2 separate regions of the Macaca mulatta genome follow, and region 1 is linked to region 2. A link is a contact called in public Hi-C data. All regions are on one chromosome and are shown on one strand. The core of a region is the stretch at or near the end of the contact, and the rest is flanking DNA. Distances in the headings are between cores, read along the strand shown.

The links. Hi-C and Micro-C count contacts between places; a contact is called where the count stands out from the background.
Region 1: a contact with region 2 is called in a Hi-C map of CD4 T cells, with 7 times the contacts expected there. The contact joins the promoter of PTPN12 here to the promoter of RSBN1L in region 2. A contact is called at or near these places in 2 of 14 Hi-C or Micro-C datasets (CD4 T cells and fetal cortex germinal zone).

What each region holds. Positions count from the first base shown.
Region 1 is chr3:141,999,032-142,005,035 of T2T-MMU8v2.0, forward strand. It overlaps PTPN12 (protein tyrosine phosphatase non-receptor type 12), which reads right to left and starts at 1,592. Exons shown (of 18, transcript XM_015134192.3): 1 at 1,045-1,592. The coding sequence starts at 1,143.
Region 2 is chr3:141,834,653-141,841,230 of T2T-MMU8v2.0, forward strand. RSBN1L (round spermatid basic protein 1 like) reads right to left here and starts at 3,890. Exons shown (of 8, transcript NM_001257886.1): 1 at 3,305-3,890. The coding sequence starts at 3,887. It overlaps LOC144339904 (a long non-coding RNA gene), which reads left to right and starts at 4,100. Exons shown (of 3, transcript XR_013415477.1): 1 at 4,100-4,456.

The sequences.
Region 1 (6,004 bases), core at 342-2,841, 160 kb after region 2:
ATAGGAAGTCGACTTCTGGTCCCACGCCTTCGGATCTGACCCCCTCATAGTGAGCTAGAGCAATAGTGTATCTAGAGCAGTTTCATGAACAAGACTTTTAACCTTCACCTCCTCTCAAGCCTGCTTGCACAAGCAGAGGGCGGAAAGTGGGGGGTGGCGGAGGCGGGGGGGGGCGCTGGGAAGGTTATCTCCCAGTTCAGGGCTTCGGCCCGTAGCGACGCCTCCGCCCCACCAGGACTATTGTTCCCAAGTTCCCCACCCCCACCCCGGATAGGAAGTGATAGTCACATCCCCTTCGCCTTCGGCAATATCCCCTGGGGAGTCCGAAGTCGGTTTCCTTCAGGATAATCCCCCCCACCCACACTTATCCCCTGAACCGGACCCCAAGATCACCTTAAACCTGGGTCTCAAGAGAGGAGAAGCGGGACGCGGGTAAATGGAAATTAGGTAAACCCATGAGATTCCTTATGGACAATCCTTTCCCAAGCGTTGGAGATCATGATTGCGACCCCAGAAACGGCAGAAGTCCTACCTTGCCCGCTTTGAGACCAGCTAAAGCAAAGGGATCCCAGGAGTTAGTGCCAACCTCAATTCCCCCGTTCCTCTGTCAGCCACGATCTGCACTCCTCCCGGTCACAGCCAGATACCCTGCCTCGACCCTCCTGGGAGGAGCGGACTGGGCGGGGAGATGTGGAAACGCGAGCACCCCCCGGCCTGCACCTCACTAGTCTCCGGCTCCCGGCCGGGTAAACAATAGGTGGTCGCGAGCCGCGGTGCAGGCTGCAGGCTCGGCCGCTCGGCCGCTCCCTTCGCGCCCCGGGCGCCCGCGCGGGGGTCGCGAACATGGGAGAAGAAAGGAGGCCACGGCGGGAGGCGCTCTCGATTCCCGCCGGCTTCCAAGACCACCCGGCCCACCGGGCTGGTGCGCGCCCCCTCCGCCCCTTTCCTCACAGAGGTACACAAAGCACTGGCGGCCCGGCCGGGAGAGGCGGCGATGGGCTCCGGCGCCGGCGAGACAAGGCGACAGCGAGGGGAGAGACTCACCATGAAGTCCCGAGCGAAGTTGTCCTCCCCATTGTGGTCAGGACTCTTCATGGCCTGGACCCTCTGGATGAATTTCCTCAGGATCTCCACTTGCTCCATCCTCCCGCGTCCCCCCGGCTGCGGTCGCTGGCCCCCCCGCCGCCCGCCCGCCCGGCGCAGAGCCCGCTCCGTCTTCCCCAGCTCGTTTCCCCAGCACGTCCCTCCCTCCCGACCCCCGCCAAGCCCCGCGGCTCCCTCCTCCTCCCCACTGCCCTAGGCGGCGGCTGCGGCGGCACCGGCTGGGCTCCCGACACCACAACTTCCAGGAGCAGCCGCCGCTCTCCCACAGTACCAGGCGAGCCGCTGCGGCTAGCGCCAACCCCAACCCCCAGCTTGCTCCATCCTCCTTCCCCGCCCTCCTCCTCCGTCGGAGACGCCGCCGCCGCCGCCGCCGCCGCCGCCGCCGCCGCCGCCGCCTCAGGAACACAGCTAGCTCTCCGCTCGCCCTGCCCCCCCTTCCCGGTTCTTCCTCCCCCCCACCCCCCGCCAGCAGCCGCAGCCGCAGCCGCCTCTCCCCACGGGCGCGTCCCCGCCGCCACCCAGATGCGCGGCCTCGCGCTGCGGCTCCGCCCCAAGCGCCGCGCCTGCTGATCCATCCCCGCCCGCCTCCCGGCCACGCCCCCAAGCCCGCCCTGCCGGCCCCAGGCCCGCTTGGAGTGGCTGGAAGGCACTTCAGCGGGCGGCCTGGAGACCTGACTCCACTTCCGGGGCGTGGCCCCGTTCAGGGATCTTAGAGGTCGGAGTAGCGTCGGGAGGAGAGTTGGTTCCTCCGAAGGAGGGAATGCGACTCAGAGCGGGGCAAGCAGTAGTGTATCAGAGTAGGATTCTGCTGGAATTTGCGGTCTCACCGCCTACTAGGGAAGAGAAGCAGTTTTCAGGAGTCCCGCACCGCCGCCAGCCGTGGACTGGGCCTACAAGTCACGGCCTGTGGAGTCCAGGAGTGGGGGCGGGCGAGGGCTGGCTGGAGGCAGGCTGGGAACTGTAGTAGTGTCACCGCCACGTTCGCGGCAGGTAGATGCTCATTTTGGTAACGGATTGGTGAGAGTGGATAGCAATTAGGCTTCGGCACCTTGGAGTGTGGCTCAGCTAAGGGAAGTGAAACGCTTCCTGGGTGAGAGGACTTTTATTATTTGCGCATCCTCTTAAACCTGGCGAGTGAGCGCCTGAGGTTCGGAGTGCCTTCTTCCCGGATGACGCGGGTGTGGGATCTTCGTGTTTGCCGAACTGAAGGAAATTTGCCTTCCTGCCTTGAGGTTCGCAGCAGTTCATAACTGAATAAGAGACTTCCCTCAGTAGAATGGACTTTATTTATAAATCTATTAAATCTTTTTTTTTTTTTCCCCAGAGCTAAGGTCTTGCTCTATCGCCCATAGTGCAGTGCTATGATCACGGCTCGCTGCAGCCTTGAACTCCTGGGCTCAAGGGATCCTCCTACCTCAGTACATCACCAAGCCCAGCTAATACATTTTTAAAATTTATTATTTATTTGTTTAGTTTTGGTAGAGAAGGGGTCTCACTAGGTTGCCCAGGCTGATCTCAAATTTCTGTGCACTGGGGATCCTCACCCCCTCAACTTCCGAAAGCGTTGGGATTCTAGGCGTGAGCCACCGTGCCTGGCCTATAAATCTTTATTCATCTTTGTAAACTTCTATCAGAGAATTTATTCTGGTCTAACTCATCATTTTACAAATAAAGCGACTTCCTGACATCCCCCAGAGTATTCTTAGCAGAGCCGTAACTAGAACACAAGTTATTTTACTTTCACAACAGTGGCCTCTCACAATGTGACAGAACTGAAGGATTTGATCCGTGAACTGAATTTCATCATTTATACCCACAAACGTTTTTGTACAGAGCAGGGAATTTGGTTATAATAGGAAATATCAGTGGTAGAATACTTTATTAGATGAAAGTTAGGAGCACTATGGAATTTAGTGAAAAACTCATAGAAGAAAACAGGTGTAGGCCGGGCGTGGTGGCTCATGCCTGTAATTCCATCACTTTGGGAGGCCGAGATGGGAAGATCACCAGGAGGCGGAGGTTGCAGTGTGCCGTGATCACACCACTGCACACCAACCTGGGCGACGAGACTGAGGCCCTGTCTCATAAAAAAAGAAAAAGAAAGAAAATAGGTGTAACAGGATACAGTTTATTTACTTCTTCAAAAAAAGGAAAATATTTCTCTTAAAATAATCCAACTAATATATCCACCCCAGAAATAGGCACGTCAGACCGGGTGCAGTGGCTCACGCCTGTAATCCTAGCACTTTGGGAGGCCGAGGTGGGCGGATCACTTGAGGTCAGGAGCTCCAGACCAACCTGGCGGATATGGTGAAACTCTGTCTCTACTAAAAATACAAAGCCGGGTGTGGTGATGCACGCCTGCAGTCCTAGGTACTCCAGAGGCTGAGGCAGGAGAATCGCTTGAACCTGGGAGGTGGAGGTTGCAGTGAGCCGAGATCGTGCCACCACACTGCAGCCTGGGTGAAAGAGCGAGACTCCGTCTCGGGGAGGGAGGAGGGGAAAGCCAGGCGCGATGGCTCATGCCTGTAATCCCAACACTGGGAGGCCGAGGTGGGAGGATCACCTGAGGTCAAGAGTTCGAGACCAGCCTGGCCAACATGCTGAAACCCCGTTTTTACTAAAAATACAAAAAAATTAGCCGGGCGTGGTGACGCATGCCTGTAATCCCAGCTAGTCAGGAGGCTGAGGCAGGAGAATCGCTTGAACCCGGGAGGGGGAGGTTGCATTGAACGAGATCGCACCATTGCACTCCAGCCTGGGCAACAAGATCGAAACTCCGTCTCCAAAAAAAAAAAAAAAGAAAAGAAAAGAAAAAAAATGCACTTCAAGTTATGCCCTTCCAAATTTTTTCCTATGCATTTATATACGTGTGTGCATGCAAAGAGATACAGTTGTGCTCTGTATTTCAAAAATTCACTTAGAGGAATAATTTAATTTCTAAGGTAAACTTTATTTGATAAAAGGGCCTGCAGTATTTTACTTTAACCAGTTACTGAGACTCAGTTTCACCAGATGTGAGGAAATGCCAGAATCACGGCTTGATCATGCTCACTGTAAATGGCCCTTTCCCCCTCAGAAATGGGAGAGAAATTCGACTGTAAGCAGAGAAATGGAAAGATGATCAGGAGTACCTCCGCTTTTGATGGTTCAAAACAATGTACCAACCAGACAGTGATCGGTAAAGATGATATGCTGGACAAGTTGTGTAACAGTCTACTACCGTGTGGTATAGTGTTGGGTAAGAAGTGTTACTTGTTTAAGGTATTGAGTCCCATTTTGGCTGGTGTTTTTAGTCTTTTTAAACATGTTTCCTCTTACTGGCAAGCTTCTCTCTCTTTCTTGCAACACTTGAGAGTTTCTTCAGTTCTCAGCGGCTACTTTTGGCATCTACTGCTAGGTTTGGGAAAATTTGTGTAAACTATCTCCAAGGATTTCAATTCTTTTTTTTTTTTTTTTTTTTTTTTTTTGAGACGGAGTCTCCTTTAGTCGCCCAGGCTGGAGTGTAGTGGTGCGATCTTGGCTCACTGCAACCTCCGCCTCCTGGGTTCAAGCGATTCTCCTGCCTCAGCCTCCCAGTAGCTGGGATTACAGGCGCCTGCCACCACGCCCGGGTAATTTTTTTGAATTTTTAGTAGAGATGGTCGGGCTGGGCTTGAACTCCTGACCTCAAATGATTAACCCGCCTCGGCCTCCCAAAGTGCTGGGATTACAGGCGTGAGCCACCAAGCCCAGCCAGGATTGCAGTTCTTTGGAAAGGCCTTAGCAGTCTCGCTCTGTCGCCCAGGCTGGAGTGCAGTGGCGCAATCTCAGCTCACTCCAAGCTCCGCCTCCCGGGTTCCACTTCATTCTCCTGCCTCAGCCTCCCGAATAGCTGGGACTACAGGCGCCCGCCACCATGCCCGACTAATTTTTTTGTATTTTTAGTAGAGACAGGGTTTAACCGTGTTTGCCAGGATGGTCTCTATCTCCTGACCTCGTGATCCACCCGCCCCGCCTTCTCAAAGTGGCTTTTTTTCTTTTTAATACATTTAGGTCTTGTTTCAATCTACATATGGCTTTTTAACATATCAACATATGAGGGTTTATGCCGTGTGTGTCAGATACAAAAATGTCTTAGAGACGGCTCCTACTCCTAAGGAATGAACATCTTAGTTCAGGAGACAGGAAAAACAATAAACTCTTAGTTACTTTAAGTTAATAAATGTGAAAGAGTGATACAGATAATGAGTGGTTTAACAGTTCCAAGGAGAGAGAATTGTGGACCGGGCTGTCAGGATGAGGTGGTCACAGAGGTAGACCTTGAAGGGTAAGTTAAATTAGGTTTGAACAGGAAGTAGAACGCCCAGGCAAGAGAAGTGATAAGCATGAAGACGGCAAAGCAGAAGTTTGAAGGAGAACGTTTGTATAGATGTGAAAGCTCCAAAGTAGACTAGGCTCTGGAGAATGTTGATACTGTAGGCATGGGAGCCACAAGAGGTTTCTGAGGATAGAAGCAAAATTATGGAAATGAGGAAAATAGTAATCTGGTACTTTTTTTGATAAATTGTGAATGAGAGAGAAGGGAATGAGAGATATTAGGAGCCAATACATGAAGCAACAAAAATAAAAGTAAGCAGTGGCCGGGCGCGGTGGCTCACGCCTGTAATCCCAGCACTTTGGGAGGCCAAGGCGGGCAGATCACGAGGTCAGCAGATCAAGACCATCCTGGCTAACATGGTGGAACCCCGTCTCCACTTAAAAAAAAAAAAAAAAAAAAAAAAAAAGCCAGGTGTGGTGGCGGCCGTCTGTAGTCCCAGCTACTCAGGAGGCTGAGGCAGGAGAATGGCATGAACCCAGGAGGCGGAGCTTGCAGTGAGCCGAGATCGTGCCACTGCACTCCAGCCTGGGTGACAGAGCA
Region 2 (6,578 bases), core at 2,640-5,139:
ATCTATACAAATTTTACTGGTTACTGGAGTCAGTGAAGGCACATTGATAGCTAATTAAATATTTGTTGTGTTGTTTGCCATAAAATAATTCTAAATTTTGGATACTCTTGGTATACGTCCATTTTTACTTTCCACACTTACCAATTCTACAATTTGTTCAGTCTTACAAGAATATTGATTAACTCTTCAGTAAATTACCTCCATAAGCACTAAAATCAGATTATTTTCTCGTTTTAAAAATCTAGAATGTTGGTTGGGCACGGCAGCTCACGCCTATAATCCCAGCACTTTGGGAGGCCAAGGTGGGCGGATTACGAGGTCAGGAGTTTGAGACCAGCCTGGCCAACATGGTGAAACTCCATCTCTACTAAAAATACAAAAATTAGCCGGGCGTGTTGGCGAGTGCCTATAATTCCAGCTACTCTAGAGGCTGAGGCAGGAGAATTTCTTGAATCCAGGAGGTGGAGGTTGCAGTGAGCCGAGATTCAGCCACTGCACTCCAGTCTGGGCAACAAGAGCAAGACTCCGTTTCAAAAAAAAAAAAAAAAATCTAAAATGTTTTGCACTTTTCCTTTTTATAAGAAACTTAACTTTTACTTGGTGAGTCAAGCTATCACGCAAGTCAGCTACAGCAATATGATAAGATGGCCTTAAGAGATTGTGAGGCATCAAGCCCTGGCACTAAATGGGCCTATATTAGTATACTTTCATAATTCTCTTGTTCATCATTCTTAACTTTCATATCTGTCAATGATCCTTCCTCTATCAGCATTCACCCATCTTTTAATTAGTTATAGGGTTAAAAAAATTAATAACTATGCTTCAGATTTCAAATAACATTTACTGAATACCCTGCTAGGCCCTTTCATATACATGCTTTCATTTAATCCAAATACGTTCTGTTAGAATGGTCACCAACGTAAAAATAAAGCAGTTCTGACTTAAGACTTTTTAAAAGCCCAACTACAAATAAATACAGGAGCGTAACTGTTTAATCAAATTGGGGTGCAGGCTAGGTCTTTCGAGGGTGTGTGGTTCAGGTTTGTTTTGTTGAGGGAGAATCTCTTCCTTGTTTAGGTGTCTTTATAGCTAATGTCTGGTTCTGACTCAGACTGTTCAATCAGCCAGTTGTGGATAATTGAAGGGTTACTGAACTATGCACAGCCAACTTAGAGCAACACTAAAAAGAGGTATATACCTAAACAAACACTTGGTCACCCATTCACCAAGATTTTTACAAAAAGCACAGAGAAATGAGCATTGTATTGCAAATTAGGACTTTCATATTTGCAACTATATCTATAATAAAGGCATATATGTATTCTTGCTATACTACTTGTTAATACCACTATTTAAGAATCTTCTTAATTCATTAAAACAGAACTTCAATTCAGTTAAATTCAAACTTTAGAAAGATATAAGTATTCCCCAAGTTACGAGGGAAAAATTTTCACCATTAAATTTACCACCAAGACACTGAAAAGCAATCTTTTTCTGATAGTTTTTCAATAAGAGCATTTCTATCTGAAAAAATGAAAATCTTACAGTAGTGTTAATATCTTGCCACTACTCAAAAAAATCCACATAGGTCATGGGAAAAGATCATTCCCACATCTTAATGTAAAACCTATTACTGTTTATATTCAGGATTAACAATATTAGTGTTAACCCTCAAAAGGAGGAGGATTCGAAATGTAATTGAAAAGACTATAAAAATTCCTCTTTAACAGCCATTTCACTTTAAGGACCATTTGTGTACTCCACATTTTAAGTTAGAATTGTTAAAGAATGCTTATTCTCAAATACTCCATTACTCCAGCTATGTAACATTCATATTTACTTCCTCTTTCAGAGAACTTAGAGCAAATGTGCAGTTTACACACCACAAACACTAGTGATGATACCAAGCTGCTTACGGACAGACTTCCAGGCACTTATCCCCTAAATTTTACATATAATTGTTAAAACAAAATAGCTTTAAAATACTAACCACCTAAAATTCCTGAATAAAAGTACCATAAATCCCATCCTCAAAACCATTTTCCTAGAAGCAACACTCCCGGAAGCTGAGAGATCTTTACATTGCACCAGAGTCCCTAATGGCTATGCTTAGATGTCAAAGTTTTGCTACAGGCAAAAAATATCAAGGAAGAAGTGGCACTATTGCTACATGCACATGCAGCATGTTTTAAATTGTGAAAACAAACAATATTATACCAAACAGAAAATTTTTCATGACCTAAGCTACTGTTAGATCAGCAATGCCAAAACTGCTTGACATTTCTTTTTCTAAAAAACAAAAAAAAAGAGTCATTTGACAACACTGTGTAGCAGTGCACATTTATAATGAAGATCATGCGCTTTAAGCTTGCGATCACATAAAGATTTGATTTTCACCTAGTCTGTATATTGCACTACTGTCAGATCATTATGTATCCGTAGCTGAAGTGGCAGAAACACCTATTTTAAAGAAACACTATCTGAAAAATTATACGACTAGCCTACATTTAAAAACAAAACTGACCCTCTCTGACAAGAACCCTTAAGAATCTGCCTTTTTCTAATGCTCAAACAATCTGCAGCCGCTTGACCTGTCCAAAAATCGTCAAAGCTCCTGGCTCTTATCATTTGCTGCAGGAAAAAAAGAATATGGCTGAAAATTCTTTCAGAAGGGTGCTATTTCAAACAGGACCACCCAAAACACTTAAGAACACGCAGCGGAGAGTAGGGTGCAGGGAGGGTACCTTACGAAACAGCGCACTTCGGGCCCTGTACGCTACCTCATTTCCCTAATAGGGATGAAAAGCTCAGGCCTCTGGTAGCTTCCAGCTGACGCCAGTGCTCTCTCCACACCCCTTTTTGACAGGATTATCCGGGGTTGAACGCTGTGTCACAAATACGAATTCCCGCGACCACGTCTAAATGGCCTAACAATCAACCGAGCATCTTTTACAAGACCAAACCCTTCCCCCATCCCGTTCCCTCCATCTCTCTCCCTAGCCAAACACACCTAGGGGAGTCCTCAAGATGGATTTTTACAAATCCTGCAGCGCACTAACTGGGAGGAAGAAACGATACAGAAAATAAGAGCGTCGGCCATCCCCTTCTCTGCAACCGAAATTACAGGCTCCATTTCCTATCCCCTTGGGAACTGCAAAATCCTCTGCTGAAAACCGGACGCCTCCCGGCCCGTCCAGGCTGGCGCACGAGGCCGCCGCGCTCCCCCTTCCCGGGCCCCGTGGGCGCCAGTGGGGCGGCGGGGACCCGCGGCACCCTCCCCTCCCCCTCCCCGCACGGCACCCACCTCGGGGCAGCGGCTTCACCTCCCCGTTCTCCTCCCGGGAGGCCCCGCCGGCCTCTCGGGCCCCGCCGAGACCGTGCCTCCTCCTCTCCTTCTCCCGCTTCTCTTTAGGTCTGCGCGACTTAGCGTTAGCCGAGGCAGCGGCGGCGGCGGGCAGAAGGAGATGGTGAGGTTGAGCGTGCAGCAGCGTAGGAGGGACCAGCAGTTTGCGCGGCACCGGCTGAGACAAGGAAGCGGAGGCTGAAGAGGGAACGGCCGTGCCAGCGGAAAAAGAGAAACTGCTCCGAGAAGAGGACGGGGAGGGAGCAGCAGACAGAGGGGCAAAGCTCCAAGACGCGGAGCTGCCATAGCTCTGAGGCGAAGGAGCTGACGGCGGCTGCAGCTGCCTGCTGTTCCCGCCGCTGCCCCCTTCTCCGTTCACTCTCCGCGGTGCCTTCTTCTCCTCAGTCCGGACCTTCTTGGCGGACAGAGAACCCGGAGGGTCCCGGGAGGAGGGCTGCAGCTTGCCAAACGGTTCTTTCTCCGAGACGGTGGCGGTGGGGGCGGAGGCAGCGACACAGTGCACTGGGCTCGGCGGTTCCGCCATTTTGCGCTTCTGTTGTATTTACTCTCCTCCGCTAGCCGGCGCGGGGCAGGGGGCGGGCCCTCCGCGTGGGCTAGGGAAGGGGCGGAGCGACCGGGCCACCGACCGGGACCTCCATTGGGCGAGCCACGCTGAGAGATCCACCTAAGAGCCAATCAAAGGCACAAACATCAGACGAAGGGGCGGGATCGCCAAAGGGACCCTCTTTGGAGGTCAGAGCTCGGCGGGGTGCGGCTAGTGGCGGATTGCTCTGCGAGGGGAGGGCTTTCCACTGTTGCCAGCGTGAACTCGGGTGCCGGGTGGATATCAGGGAAGAATCCCTGCCCTGGACCCCCAGATCTGTCTTGGCCCAGGTAGCGATCGTCTCTGCTGCCAAGAAGACTTTTAGCTTGTACCACTTTCCCTTCCATTTTTCCTGGGGTACCGCTCACCGTGCATCTGCGCGTTCAGAAAGCTGGATTTCGGGGATGCTCAGTTCAGAAGAGAAAAATTTGCCGGGAATCAAGTCCTTCTTTTTGTTAGTCGGTAGTCGATGATGGGAGGTGTTCAAAATCATTTGATGTGGTGACAAGGTACGTTATTATTGCTAGATCATGTGCTCTAATCCATTGAGGGAGATAACTTCCGGCAACTCTAGAACTTTCGGATTACTTACAAGCTTGAAGGAGAGAGTCTGCCTGGATTTGGAGACTTTTTTGAACTGTTGTGGCTAGACCCTTAACATTTTTTATTTATTTATTTATTTTGTTTATTTATTGAGACAGAGTTTTGCTCTGTCGTCGAGGCTGGCGTGCAGTGGCGCGATCTCGTCTCACTGCAACCTCCGCCTCCCGGATTCAAGCTATTCTCCTTCCTCAGCCTCCCCAATAACAGGGATTACAGGCGCCCGACACCATGCTCGGCTAATTTTTGTGTTTTTATTAGAAACGGGGTTTTACCATGTTTGCCAGGCTGGACTCGAACTCCTGATCTCAGGTGATCGGCCCACCTCCTCTTCCCAAAGTGCTAGGATTACAAGCGTGAGCCACCGTGTCCGGCCTTAAGATTTTTATTTTATAATAATTATTATAACTTAGAGTTGCCAAGAAAAATTTGTTGGCGATTATTTATAGATGTTTGAAAGACAAGAATTGTTTTTTTCGATTTCTGTATTTTAGCATTTAGTAAGCACACTGCGTGTTGGATGTTTTGTAAGCATGTGCTTTGATTTTTGCTTCAAAGATAAGCAATTTGGGGAGATGGGTTTTAGCTTAAAAGATAAGGAATGTGGCCAGGCGCGGTGGCTCACGCCTGTAATCCCAGCACTTTGGGAGGCCGAGGTGGGCAGATCACAATGTCAGGAGTTCGAGAACAGCCTGGCCAACATAGTGAAAACCTGTCTCTACTAAAAATACATAATTAGCTGGGCTTGGTGGCACGCCCCTGTAGTCCCAGCTACTCTGGAGGCTGAGGCAGAAGAAGCCCTTGAATCCGGAAGGCGGAGGTTGCAGTGAGCTGAGATCTGCCATTGCACTCCAGCCGGGGTGACAGTGCCAATTTATTCATTTTTTAAAGAATATTTTTAAGAATTTTTTTTTTTTTTCGGCCAAGAGCGGTGAGTGGCTCACGCCTGTAATCCCAGCACTTTGGGAGGCGGTGGTGGGTGGATCACCTGAGGTCAGGAGTTCGAAACCACCCTGACCGACATGGTGAAACCCTGTCTCTACTAAAAATACAAAAAAAAAATTAGCCAGGCGTGGTGGTGCACGCCTGTAGTCCCAGCTACTCGGGAGGCTGAGGCAAGAGAATCACTTGACCCCTGGAGGTGGAGACTGCAGTGAGCCGAGATCGCGCCACTGCACTCCAGCCTGGGCAACAGAGTGAGACTCCATCTCAAAAAAAAAAAATGTTCTGAAGTCAAATTTAATATTGGTTTATGGTCTTATTTTTAGGTGCCTCAAATTTTTTAAAGTAATAAAATTATTGAATGTGTAACATGAAAACTTTCTAATTGGAATTGACTGGCAGCAGATGTCTTCAAGAAAATTAGCATTGGTGGGAGAGTGGACCGAGAGGATTAGGCTGGAAATCATCTGCTAATGCACTAGTTTCGTGACCTTAGTCTGGCTGCTTCACTTGTTAGGTCCTCTGTTTTCTTACCTGTTAAATGAGTAAATTTGATTACATGATCACTAAGGTGCCTTCCACACTCAACTTATGCCATATTCAAGAAGATTTTCAAAATCACTCCGAAACTATTACAATTGAATTCAGTTTTTAATTGTTGACCCTCCTAATCTAGTAAAGTGTCTCTAACATCCATTAATATAGTGCCTGGAAACTTGCACCACTCATTCTCTGATCTCTAGCACACAGGTCTGGAAAATCTGACTTCTTTTTTTCTTTCTTTTTTTTTTTTTTTTTTTTTGTTGAGACGGAGTCTTGCTCTGTCACCCAGGCTGGAATGCAATGGCCAGATCTCGGCTCACTGCAAGCTCCGCCTCCCGGGTTCACGCCATTCTCCTGGCTCAGCCTCCTGAGTAGCTGGGACTACAGGCACCCGCCACCTCGCCCGGCTAGTTTTTTTTGTATTTTTTAGTAGAGACGGGGTTTCACCGTGTTAGCCAGGATGGTCTCGATCTCCTGACCTCGTGATCCACCCGTCTCGGCCTCCCAAAGTGCTGGGATTACAGGCTTGAGCCACCGCGCCCGGCC